Regions from separate parts of the Mus musculus genome. Here regions 1, 2 and 3 are each linked to region 4. A link is a contact called in public promoter capture Hi-C data. All regions are on one chromosome and are shown on one strand. Each heading gives the region's core, a stretch centred on a gene start, on an enhancer-like site or on the middle of the called end of the contact. The rest is flanking DNA. Distances are from core to core; before and after follow the strand shown.

The links. Promoter capture Hi-C pulls out the DNA fragments that hold promoters and counts their contacts.
Region 1: a promoter capture Hi-C map of embryonic stem cells shows a contact between it and region 4, with 3 times the contacts expected there. The contact joins the promoter of Cd8a here to the enhancer-like site in region 4. A contact is called at or near these places in 4 of 39 promoter capture datasets (cranial neural crest, embryonic stem cells, liver and 1 more), 1 of 115 datasets of contacts at active chromatin or transcription factors (embryonic stem cells) and 2 of 9 other capture datasets (liver and macrophages).
Region 2: a contact with region 4 is called in a promoter capture Hi-C map of embryonic stem cells, with 2.7 times the contacts expected there. The contact joins the promoter of Rnf103 here to the enhancer-like site in region 4. A contact is called at or near these places in 5 of 39 promoter capture datasets (the C10 cell line, embryonic stem cells, hippocampal neurons and 1 more), 3 of 484 Hi-C or Micro-C datasets (the HPC-7 cell line, cerebellum and cortical neurons) and 7 of 115 datasets of contacts at active chromatin or transcription factors (the 230-238 cell line, the SCID.adh cell line, T-cell acute lymphoblastic leukemia and 3 more).
Region 3: a contact with region 4 is called in a promoter capture Hi-C map of embryonic stem cells, with 4 times the contacts expected there. The contact joins the promoter of Cd8b1 here to the enhancer-like site in region 4. A contact is called at or near these places in 13 of 39 promoter capture datasets (the 3T3-L1 cell line, the C10 cell line, the HPC-7 cell line and 8 more), 4 of 115 datasets of contacts at active chromatin or transcription factors (T-cell acute lymphoblastic leukemia, double positive thymocytes and embryonic stem cells) and 3 of 9 other capture datasets (adipose tissue, embryonic stem cells and liver).

What each region holds. Positions count from the first base shown.
Region 1 is chr6:71,371,811-71,374,740 of GRCm38.p6, forward strand. Cd8a (CD8 antigen, alpha chain) reads left to right here and starts at 1,617. Exons shown (of 5, transcript NM_001081110.2): 1 at 1,617-2,187; 2 at 2,693-2,797. The coding sequence starts at 1,743. RefSeq lists a cis regulatory region at 1-100.
Region 2 is chr6:71,492,121-71,495,147 of GRCm38.p6, forward strand. It overlaps Rnf103 (ring finger protein 103), which reads left to right and starts at 1,757. Exons shown (of 4, transcript NM_009543.3): 1 at 1,757-2,768. The coding sequence starts at 2,543.
Region 3 is chr6:71,321,491-71,324,421 of GRCm38.p6, forward strand. Cd8b1 (CD8 antigen, beta chain 1) reads left to right here and starts at 1,298. Exons shown (of 6, transcript NM_009858.3): 1 at 1,298-1,409. The coding sequence starts at 1,367. Gm38828 (a long non-coding RNA gene) reads right to left here and starts at 1,167. Exons shown (of 3, transcript XR_869170.3): 1 at 845-1,167; 2 at 425-517.
Region 4 is chr6:71,768,843-71,771,766 of GRCm38.p6, forward strand. The region is part of intron 3 of Reep1 (receptor accessory protein 1); the gene reads left to right. Among named protein-coding and RNA genes, the nearest start is that of Mrpl35, 53 kb to the right of the region's middle. Within about 2 kb of position 1,434, at least 10 of the 459 cell types and tissues checked have an H3K27ac peak or open chromatin away from gene starts, as enhancers often do. A contact at or near this core is called in the SCID.adh cell line, T-cell acute lymphoblastic leukemia, double positive thymocytes and 1 more, where this site is marked.

The sequences.
Region 1 (2,930 bases), core at 367-2,866, 400 kb before region 4:
ATTTGGGTATTCTTAAGAGTAGGGAATACTGAGACCAAGCAGTTTCTAAAGCCCACCCAATACTTGTTTGTATATATACAGAGCTTGGTGGCTCAAGCTTGTAATCCTAGCACCCTGGAGACTAATGCAATTGGACTATCATGAAACTAGGGCCTGCTTGAACTATGTCGTAAGTTCCAGGCCAGCCTATTTGAGATCTTGTCATCAAACATAAACAATGACAAAAGGCAAACCTATTCAGAGGGGTGCAGTTCAGTAAACACAAATAAGAATATAACATCAACAACACACTTGTTTGTGTAAACTGGACATGGTGGCCATACCCAGCACTGTGGCGGTTATGGTAAACAGCGTGCCACTGGGCAGAACTCAGATGTGGGGTAGAGACTGCCAGGCAACCTGTCTCCAACTAGAATGAAGCAGTAACGTGGGAGGCACACCCTGTATGGGGTTCCAAGTGGAAAACCCCACTAAGTACAAGCCACATACAAGCAAGAAGAAAGCACATCCCTGAGACTGGCAGCTTTCAGGACTGCAGTGGGCAAGAAAGAATGAAGTCTATGTGTGCCAGGGACAGAGAAGAGTAAATGCCTGCACCCAAGATTCACCCAGGACACACACATGCATACAAGCAACAGAGAAAGTCAAAGGCCCAAGTCAGATGGCAGGGGCCCAGCATTTGCCAGGCAGAGAGCAGCAAGACCTTAGAAACGTAGAAATAAGTAACCAGGGAAGTGTCTGTCTATGAGGCAGTGGCTGCAGGCGGGCACATGGCAAAGCCAGGGATGGTGGCTTGGGTGGAGCCAGCACCTATCCAAGGGCTAGTCCCCAACCAAGTCAGAGAGGTGTTTTCCTCTAGCTGTGCAGGCCATGGGGTGATGCTGTCAGATCCCCTGGATAAGAATGAGGGTCAAAGTGTGTAGCTGGATCATCCAGTTGGCGAGCATTTGGTGTGGAGGCTGTTGCCATGGTTCTAAGAAGGGATGAGACTGGGAGGTGAGCTTTGCTCCCTGGGTGGGAGGCCAGGGAAGGATATTGTCAGCAGCTAAGAGTGCCACTCAAGGCTCCCATTGAACTGCCCCCTTGCAAGTCCCCTTGATGGGAGGTGCAAGTCCCTTCTGGTTAGTGTCTGGTCTGCTCTGCTGGAATCTCTGTACATTTTCTTTCCACTCAACCTCCAGACAAGAAGCAAAAACACAAAAAGACACTACTGCCAGCAAAAGAAGTGGAAGGGCAGGAGGGTCTAGAATTCAAGGCCAACCTTTGCCATGAAGTGAGTCTGAAGCAAGCTTGGGGAACCCAAGAACCTATCTACAAGAAAAAGAAAAGGGAGAGTGGGCACTCCTCTCCCTTCATGTCCTGTCACTCTCATATTTTTTTTATTAAGATTTAATCTTTATCCTTCTTCTTTCAGCCACTCTTGCAGAAGAACAATTCCTAAGGGTCCCTTCCAAGTGTTTTCTCTTCCCCAAATCTCAGTTTTCAATTCCTCCCACTTGCTCTGCAAGGGTGCATTCTCACTCTGAGTTCCCAGGCCCCTAAAAGGTGGTTGACACTCTTTGGTGGGGACTTTGGGTGACATCATATCCTCACATAGGAAATCAGCTCTGTCTGCAGCTGGCTAAAGGAGCAGTTTCCCCGACCCTACACGCCTCCCCCACCGCACCTCCTCCGCCCTGTTCCTGGGCCCCTCCCCTAGAGCCCTAGCTTGACCTAAGCTGCTTGCTGGTGGAGAGCACACCATGGCCTCACCGTTGACCCGCTTTCTGTCGCTGAACCTGCTGCTGCTGGGTGAGTCGATTATCCTGGGGAGTGGAGAAGCTAAGCCACAGGCACCCGAACTCCGAATCTTTCCAAAGAAAATGGACGCCGAACTTGGTCAGAAGGTGGACCTGGTATGTGAAGTGTTGGGGTCCGTTTCGCAAGGATGCTCTTGGCTCTTCCAGAACTCCAGCTCCAAACTCCCCCAGCCCACCTTCGTTGTCTATATGGCTTCATCCCACAACAAGATAACGTGGGACGAGAAGCTGAATTCGTCGAAACTGTTTTCTGCCATGAGGGACACGAATAATAAGTACGTTCTCACCCTGAACAAGTTCAGCAAGGAAAACGAAGGCTACTATTTCTGCTCAGTCATCAGCAACTCGGTGATGTACTTCAGTTCTGTCGTGCCAGTCCTTCAGAAAGGTTTGGAAGTGGAGGTTCCCGTCTCCTGGGTTTTAGGGGTCACATCTGAACAAGTTTCACGCAGATTCCCTCTTCTTAAATCTCTTGGGGCCTCTTGGAGGTGATTTCTATACTGTCCCCATTTTACAGACCAAAAAGTTGAGGCTGAGGTGCTGGGTGGGATTGGAAGTGATTTTTAAACGCCCTGGATCTGGGCTGGAGTCTGGATGCACGTGTGATCCTGCCCCTGTTGGCTCCAGGATAGAATTTTGGTATTGACTCCAGCTTTGGGTTGGTGGAGGGCCGCAGTCGCTTAGCTGCTGGATCTGATCTAGGCACATTGGCCCCAAATCACACTTGGCTCCGCGTGTGCGAGCAGCGGAGTAGCCCAGCACGTATCCAGGGGTTCCTTCTTCCTCTAGTTAAAAGCTAGGAAACGGCTCCTTCTTGGGTAAAGGCTAAGTGGAAAGGGGCTGGTGCATCCACAATTCCAGCTTGACCCGCAGGCACCCTATTGCTTTTGCAGTGAACTCTACTACTACCAAGCCAGTGCTGCGAACTCCCTCACCTGTGCACCCTACCGGGACATCTCAGCCCCAGAGACCAGAAGATTGTCGGCCCCGTGGCTCAGGTTAGGTGCTCTCAAGCGATTGAGATAAGCAGATAGCCTGGGGTGGAAAATCCTGATCTTGGAGGGAGACCTGGACCGGGAGACGTGCTGGGGGCAGGGTTGGGGGCTGTCCCAGAGGGTTTCTAAATTCCAT
Region 2 (3,027 bases), core at 507-3,006, 280 kb before region 4:
CCACCCAGCTTTCCCTACCTGTTCTTCTTTTCTGTTATTGCCTCTGTGTATTGACAGAGTCTATTATTACTAAAATGCATTCCTTCGAGGCAAGGCATATCATTTATGTGTTTAGACTTGACTAGCAATGCCACCATATAACAGTGCTATACTGTGAAATCAAGAATGCTGAAATTACAGAGCCAAGTCTGTCAGCAGGAACAGTTTAATACAGTCTCCACGTGGTCTGCTGCCCTGGAAAACCACCACACTGTTCTGTAAGTCTGAAGCTGTACATTCCTGCCCACCCTGCTCCTAGGCTTCTTCCTTCCTAGCTCCTCCACTAGCTGTACACCGAGATGCCTTTGTTAACTGCGTTATAAAGGGGTACTATCCTTTGTCTACATTTTATGATCCATTCTTTGTTTTCCATGGCTCATTTGCTCCCTGATTGAGGGTCACACTCTCTCCCTAAAAATTTCACCCCTGGTTTAGGGTTGTTCATGCTTTTCCTTGCTGGCTAACATTTCACCTGGAATTCCTACTTGTTTTCCTGATCAAGAAGACTCACACACACGCACACATGCACACACACGCGCGTACACACACACACACACACACACACACACACACAGAAACAGAGAGAGAGAGACAGAGTGGGGGAGAAAGACAGAGAGAGGGAGAAAGACAGAGAGAGAGAGAGAGAGAGAGAGAGAGAGAGAGAGAGAGAGAGAACATGACCCTGCTAGAGTTAAATAAACACGGAACCAGGTACCATACGCTTGCCTGTCAAACTCATTTTATATGAGTTCTTCTGGCTGGCTAAAACACACAGACCTTTGCACCTGGACCTAACCACACCTAACAACTTTTGTCCTGACAACTCAGACCTTCATTGTCTACTTTTTAACCCTCTAGGAGACTAGCCACAACTGGATCACATACTAAAATTCTTTTTGGCCATACCTCCTCCAACACACATGTGAAAATCGCATTCTAAAGCAAAGGTAGAAAAACATCTGTTTTCAGAGTTTCACCTCAAGCACCTCAAGCCAGCTGTGCCACCCCTCCCCCCCACCCCACCCCGAACAAAAAACTAAACAAAAGAAAAACCCAAAAGCATCCGCGGTTGACAGGGACTGGACTTAAAACACAGATTCTGATTTTTACAGATCTTGATGATTTGGGTGGGTGTGGTGGTGCACGGTTTTTTTTTTTTTTTTTTTTTTTTTTTTGGGTTTTCGAGACAGGGTTTCTCTGTGTAGCCCTGGCTGTCCTGGAACTCACTCTGTAGACCAAGCTGGCCTCGAACTCAGAAATCCGCCTGCCTCTGCCTCCCGAGTGCTGGGATTAAAGGCGTGCGCCACCACGCCCGGCGGTGCACGGTTTTAATCCCAGCACTTCCATGCCTGGCAGGCAATCTCTGAATTCTGAGGCCCGCTTGGTGTTCAGAGCGGTTCCAGGCGGGCCAGGACTATTTAATAAGGCAGTGTCTCAAAACAAAACAAAAACCACAAACAAAAACGAACATCTTTTAGCAGCCTTTATTTTTCACGCTCAGCACAAAGGTGCACAGTGTCGCAGGGTCCAATGTCCAATCCTGGGACTGAAATCAGTGACTAAACATCAGCGCATCAGAGGGCTGGGACCGCGAGAGCACAGTAACTCGGAAGGTTTACCCAGCCCAGCCTCCCGCAGCCCCTCTCTCCCCTTGCACCCCGCGGCTTCTAACCCCGCCCCTGCCGAGACCCCGCCCCGATGCCGACGTCAGTTGTTATGTCTTGACTGGGGCCGCGGCTACAGCGGGTCCAGTGCTCTGGGGGCGACGGCCGCGGCCTGCAGAGGCGGCAGGGACGGTGGCCGCGGTTGGCGCGGCGCGTCCGCACGGGGCTGGGCACCGCGCGGCTACGCAGCTGACAGGAAGCCGCCCGGGAGAGCCGCGTTGGGGCCTAGCGTTATTTGCTTTTTCCTCTTTTTTTCCTCCCTTCACGACTGTCGTCTCGCGCTCCTCCTCAGCGGGAGCCGCCGCGACGCCCCCTCGCGGGCCGCGGGGCCTGATAGGCGCCGCCCGCGGGAACCTGGAGCTGCCGCCAGGCCTGGGCGGCCGCCGGGGCCTGAAGCCTGGGCGTTCGGCGCGGCGCTGCGGCGGTCACTCCAACCCGCGCTGGGCGCGCCGGGCCCCGGGCCTGGCCCAGCCGAGTACCGCGCCCTCTGGACCACTCAGTCCGGCCCCAACCGCCCTCCGCTGGCCCGCAGTCCCTCGGAGCTGCCTCCCGGTCACCCCAGGTGGGCTCTTGCCCTCTTCCAGCCGTCCGCAGCTCGATGGGTGGGGTGCGTTTGAACGTCCCCCCTTCTCCCTTTCTCAGCTCCTGACCGCAAGGCCAGAGCCGGGGCTCTCAGTCGCACGCACGCCGCGATCCACCTGCCTCCCCGCGGGGATGGCCCGCCGGTGACCGCCGCGCGCCCTCGCTGCCCTCGCCCAGGCTGCGCTCTGTCGCCCCGCACTCGATCCCCTTCCCTTGTCCACGGCGTCCCGGCTCCTGGCGACGCCAAGAGGGCGAAGATGTGGCTGAAGCTGTTTTTCTTGCTCCTGTATTTCCTGGTCCTGTTCGTCCTGGCCAGGTTTTTTGAGGCCATTGTGTGGTACGAGACTGGCATCTTTGCTACTCAGCTGGTGGATCCGGTGGCATTGAGCTTCAAGAAGCTGAAGACCATTCTGGAGTGTCGAGGGCTGGGCTACTCCGGGCTGCCGGAGAAGAAAGATGTTCGGGAGCTGGTGGAGAAGTCAGGCAAGTGCTGGGCTCCTGGAGGTCGCCTCCACTGTCCTGGCTCTTACCCACTCCCCAGAATTAGGCGGTCCCCAGAATGGTTAAACAGACTGCTCCAGAGAGCTGCCCAGGTCATCTTTGTCTACGTTTTCTAAATAAATATGTAAATCTCGGTTTGGAAAAGACAACTGTTAGGTGTATTGGTGTGTTCCAAAGGCTCTTTGGAAATGACAGTTTGAAAGTGTAGCTTTAAAAAAAAATCATTAAATTGAATCATTTG
Region 3 (2,931 bases), core at 48-2,547, 450 kb before region 4:
CTTCTGAAACTCAAGCGCACAATGTGCTTGGCTGCAGGGCCGGCCTAGATGACACTCCGGCCTAGATGACACTCGCAATCTTTTTTTTTTTTTCTTTTTGAGGCAGGGCTTCTCTGTGTAGCCCTGGCTGTCCTGGAACTCACTCTGTAGATCAAGCTGGCCTCGAACTCAGAAATCCACTGGGATGGATTTTTGATAGGATCTCTCTATGAAGCCCTGTTGCCTTGAACTCACTGTGTATACCAGGCTGGCCCCAAACTTGTTTTAGCCCACTTGTCTCCCTTCCAAGTCCTGCGGTTACCTGATGCACGCTTAGCTCTTCTTCTGTGGTGGATGTCCCCCACAGCCCTTCCCAGCCTCCCTCTCGCCAGCAGACAGATCACCAAGGATCCAGTTTCCCTGGACAGCAGCTCTCTCAACTCACCTCTGCCAGCCTCCACAGGCCTCCCCGTTCTTCATGGGTTCTTGATGGGGCTTTGATCTCAAAACTGATGAAGAAGCCTCAGGGCATACAGCACTGTAAGGCAGGGCAGGGGAGGGGAGACATACAGACACCCCAGTCCGTAGGGCTCTAGGTCCAGGTTTGGCTTTGCCTCACTTTCAGGCAAGGTCTGAGCCCCTCTGTGGCACCCCAGCTTGCCTCTCTCCCTCCTTTCTCTCTGTGTTGGCTAACTTCCCTTCCTCCCTTACAAGGGATCTCCATCACTCCAGGGCCAGCTGGACTCTGAACTGGGAGGTCTTCATAACTGTTTTCCTTGCTGAGACACACACACACACACACACACACACACACACACACACACACACGTAAAGCCTCTGTCTCCTGCCACCACGTGTTCCCTACCACAATGGACTGTGTCCTCAAACCAAGATGAACCCCTCCTCCAGCTGCTCAGAAAGAACGAATGTAAAGACGTGTCTGAATTAGGGCCAAGCTTCACAAAACCATGAGGCCTGGCGCATGCTGGCCTCTGTGACTCAGTTGTCCCAAGGTATCAGGGTTCTGTCCCGAGCTCCCCCCTGGGGCAAGAGGCATCACACAGGTGCAACCCCTTGGCATGACTGAGTCTGAGATCTATCACTTCCTCTCACCAGAAAACAAGAGTCCTGGTGGGCTCTTTGAAAAGTCAAGGCTTTGATGCTGTATAGGATGAAGATGAAGGCACTCCATACACACACACACACACACACACACACACACACACACACACACACACACACACACATCACGATTCCGCCCCTGCCCTGGTGGCCCCGCCCTCTTAGCTCACTTACGTTCCTGGTGCCCCACCCGCCCAAGCTGGCTCCTAACCTACCTTTCAGTTGACAGAGCACTGAGGGGAACAGTGTCCCCAAAAGCGCCAAGATGCAGCCATGGCTCTGGCTGGTCTTCAGTATGAAGCTGGCAGGTAAGACCCAGAGTGGGGCTACCCCCAATCTGCACTAGAGCAGGGAACTTAGGCCTGGTATCTCAGCAACAGGAGGAATAGACAGGCGCTGGGCTGTGAGAACAGGGGAGGCCGGTAGGCAGAGACCCTGAACCCGGAATGGAGATTCCTTCTCACTACCCAGAGAGGTCTGAGACGCCCAGGGCAGAAGTCACCTCTGTCCTACAGCCTGAACTAAAAGGGAAGGAAGGAAAAATGGAAGAAAGAAAAGGAAAGAGAGAGATCTAAAACCGAAGGGGAAATGTTCAGGGTGCCTACCGGGATGTGCCCCGTGAAGTCCCCAGAGGCCCTACAGACGTACTCTTATTACTTCCGGGAAAGTGCTTCTAGAAAATTGGACAACTATGGCAGGATACTCATTATGACCCCCTGGCTCTCCAGTGTGCTCTGCAGCATTCCCCCCCGCCCCCGCCCCCAAGTAGCGGCACTGCAGTTGGGATGTTGGAGCTGGCACAGAGATGTGGCCTAAAGGTTGTCATTGTGGTCAACCCAGAGACTTTGCTTTTTAGAAGAAGACTTCCAATATCCACGGGTCTGGTACCTCCTAGAGCCCCCAACTACTGAGGGAAACAAGGGAGGCCAGTCCCTGCCTCTGAACAGGTTAGCTAAACTGGTCAAAATAAGAAATGAAACAAGATTCTTTCAGGCCACTAAAGCTACCTCTGATCGTTCTAGAAATACCAGGTTCCTCTGAAAATGGAGTCCTAGGCTACCAAGCAGATTAAATGAGACTGTATGTGACCTAAAGCCTGGCTGTGTGTGTCCTCTGGGCTCTTTGGAAAGGCCCCTACCATCTGGGTATTTGTGGCCCCACTTTGAGTATAGGTCTCCTCGATTGGGAGGCTCGGAGTTCATTCACCCCAGTCTAGGACCCCGGTTTGAGTGCCAGTCCACTTCACAGACTGTGGGACCTTGAGTTCAGCTTTCCCTCAAGCTCTGTTTGCTCCCGTGTAAAATGAGTCTCTCGGCATAGGATTTGGTGAGGATTAAATCAGACAACGCATGCACTGTGCCTGACACACTGTGATGATCTATATGGACATCATCACTTCATATTGACTTCTCCAAAGAGGCCAGTAACCCAAAGCAATAAAAATGGCTGCGATGGGACAGAAATGGTAGCCTGAAACTCGGGGAAGGGAGATGGAGCAGCACCTCAGCCACAGGGGAGTAGTCACTCTTTCCATGCGATCAGAGGCTCCGAGTGGTCTGAGGGTGGAATCGGGATTCGTTCATCACATCAGTTCCAGGGAAGGCCCGAGCCACAATTATAGGCAGGGATTAATGCCAAGCAGCTGCTTCTTCTGGGCTCACACCTCCTCTGGCCTCTGTTTAACCATGCCTGTCCTTGGCATTATATCTTGGCCATGATCTTCAGGGTGGCCCTCTGTTGCAAGCCAAAGAAAAAGGGCTTTCTAGATCAAATGGGTTTGTTGACACTCTCCTGGTCTTAGATGCGAAAGAAACTTGGTCTGATCCTCCT
Region 4 (2,924 bases), core at 184-2,683:
GGTGTATAGCCTAGGATGGCCCCAAACTCATGATCCTTCTGCCCCAGCGTTTCGAGTGCTAGGACTTACAGGCAACTGTCACCATGCCCATTACACTACCCCTGACTATCCCAAGCCTTTCGAGGGCTTAAGGGCTGAAGCCTGGAAGTACATCCTCCTCTTATCCCTCCTCTTATCTGAGCTCTTCTACAAACCATTGATCACCCTATGCCTGGGTATCATCAAAGCAGTCTCCAACCCCACAGCCTTTAATCCCAATCCTCAGAAGGCCGAGGAAGGCAGAGCTCTATGAGTTTAAAGCCAGTCTAATCTACGTAATGAGGCCTGTGTCAAGGGAGGGATGGAGGGAGGGAGGGAGGGAGGGAGGGAGGGAGGGAGGGAGGGAGGAAGGAAAGAAGATAGAAGGAAGGAAAGAAGAGAGGGAGAGAGGCAAAAAAGAAAAAGAGACAAACCAGGCTCCATCACCAGGATAGACATGACTGCCTAATAGTGGCCTCCTATACAGTCTAGAGCTACTTGGTATCAGGTTGGGGACAGTGCTCAAAAGGCAGACCTACTGGCCACACCAAACACTGCCACCTGAATCTTCACTGTACTATGCTCTGTTGGTCTGCCTAGTGAAGGCCCAAGGAATGAACCAAAAGGTCCAGAAACAGGAAACTTTTTATTGTTGCTTTTTAAAGGTATTAGGAGTGTATTTGCGTGTGAGAGAGTATACGAATGTGTCTGCACTCGTTATAGGCATATGTGAAGAAGGAGTGTCAGATTCTCCAGAGATGGAGGTGTAAGCATTTGTGAGTCTCCCAGCATGGTGCTGGGAGCCAAACTCCGGTCCTCTGGGGAGCAAGGGACATCTTTTCAGACTTCTTGCTGAAGCTTTTAAAAGCTGCATCAGTGTGGGTGGATGGATTATGCTAAAAAGATTCTAAAAAAAAACAAGTGATCTATATAGCAAATGGTTCAGGGAATCAAGGTAGGCTGGGCAGTCCAGAGGGGCCCCTGGGAAGGTCAAATAGACATATGTATTTCCTAAATGCTAATGCTGTAGCCTGGGACAGAGGCTCTTAGTTGGCTGTGCAGTGAGAATGTGGTTACTCAGATCTAAATGACGGTTTCCTGCTATCTACAAAGTGCATACAGATCATCCACTCCTGAGTACCCGGACCATAGCCTCACTGGTGTGCATACAGAGAGAAGCACATACAGGGAGGTTTGCTGGAAGCTTGGCTTATGATGGATGCTTGTCATCAATCTCTTTCCCCGGGAGATGCTTACACATGTATAGGAAGCTATGAAAGAGACGGGAGCTTTCCATGTTCTGGTATGAGATGGTCCCCAATGTATACTGTTGATTCTGGGCAGATTAGGGAAAGCAAGGTGTCGGGGGTATAGAGAACAGAGAATGCCACCAACAGGCAGTTAAGGGAATCACAGGTACCCACCTGATTGAATAGGCCTAGCCCAATAAAGATTAAGAAGAGAGTCTAGAGGGCCTGGGTGGGAGGGAAGCTCTGTATGCTCTCGGATTCTTTAGCATTTCTTAACTATGCGCATGCATGACCTACTTTTTAAAAATTTCTTTTACACAATAACTAGGAGAGCTCTAGTGTGATTGATGGCTGTCCTTGGGACTGTCTGTGTTTCTTAGGCTGGTATGTGAACTTGCTGGATTCAGTAGCTTTCCCCTTGGACTGGCTAATAATTTGTCTTCAAAACAAAAGTTCCTCCATTCTTAATGAGCGCTGTGTCCCACTCTGGGGGTGGGGAGCATCGATCACGCCTCCCCTCTTTCAGCCCTGGTCTTTTGTAGCTGTGAAAGATGAACCGACTTTGCCGGGGAAGAACCCCACCCTCACCCCAGTTACTGGTGAATATTCAGGAAGAGCCTGCTAAAGCCAGAAAGCAGAGGGGCTTTGGTGAGGTGGGCCGCTGTCTGAGGAGAGGGAGCTGTATGAGTTTGGAAGGGCTCTGAAATGACTCGCTAGGGGTTGCTTTCATTTTTAGCTTCTTTCATCTGGGAAGGATGCCTGGGAAAGACTTACTTTTTGGTCCCTCAGACTAGCGTAAGAGACCCTTTTACCCACCGCATCTTATTTTAAGTAAGGATGTCTGGGGTTTGTTTTAAGTAGGTGTGGTCAGACTTGAGGACCTGAAAATGGCTGGCAGGAGGGAGATGTTTGTCCACATCAAAGATCCCTAGTAATAGGAAGTGCAGCACCACACAAGGCCACTAGGGGAGGTACCAGGATGGTTCTGGAGGCAGAGGCTTGCTGTCAGCATGGTTCCGTGAGAAGGATTTGGGTTCGCTATTGTAAGTGGTTCTGAGAGATAGGAGCATCTCTGGCTATCTGGTCCTGGTATGGGGAAATGCAAGCATATGCACAGTGGCTGAGAGTGTGAGATCCTGCAGGCTCTAGACTATTGACCTGCATGTAAAAGCTAAAGGTCTTTGAGCATAGACCTTTTCCTTACTCACCAGCCCTTTCTCATTTCCAGGGTCGGGAGGGTGCTAGAGAGAAGGCTCAGCAGTTAAGAGTGCTTGCTCCTCTCGCAGAGGACTAGAATTAGGTTCCCAACACTCATGTTAGGTGGCTCACAATCTCCTGTAACTATAACTTCAGAGGGATCTGACGCCCTCTTGTGGCCTCCAGAGTCACTGCACTCACATGCATAAACCTACACATAGATACACATACACACAATTTAAAAGTAAAATATTAGAAAAAAAAAGTAAGAAAGTTCAGAAGGAGCCTGTGCTAGTACTGGGAGCTCTTTCTTGGCTAGATCTAGGAAGTGGCTTACCCTGGCGAGGACACTTCCTCCAGAGTCAACAAAGCCTCGAGATGCTGTCAATGCAATTGTGCAGGTTATTCACAGCACCAGCTAGAGACTGGAGAGGTGGGGTTGAAATCTGGGTTAAACTC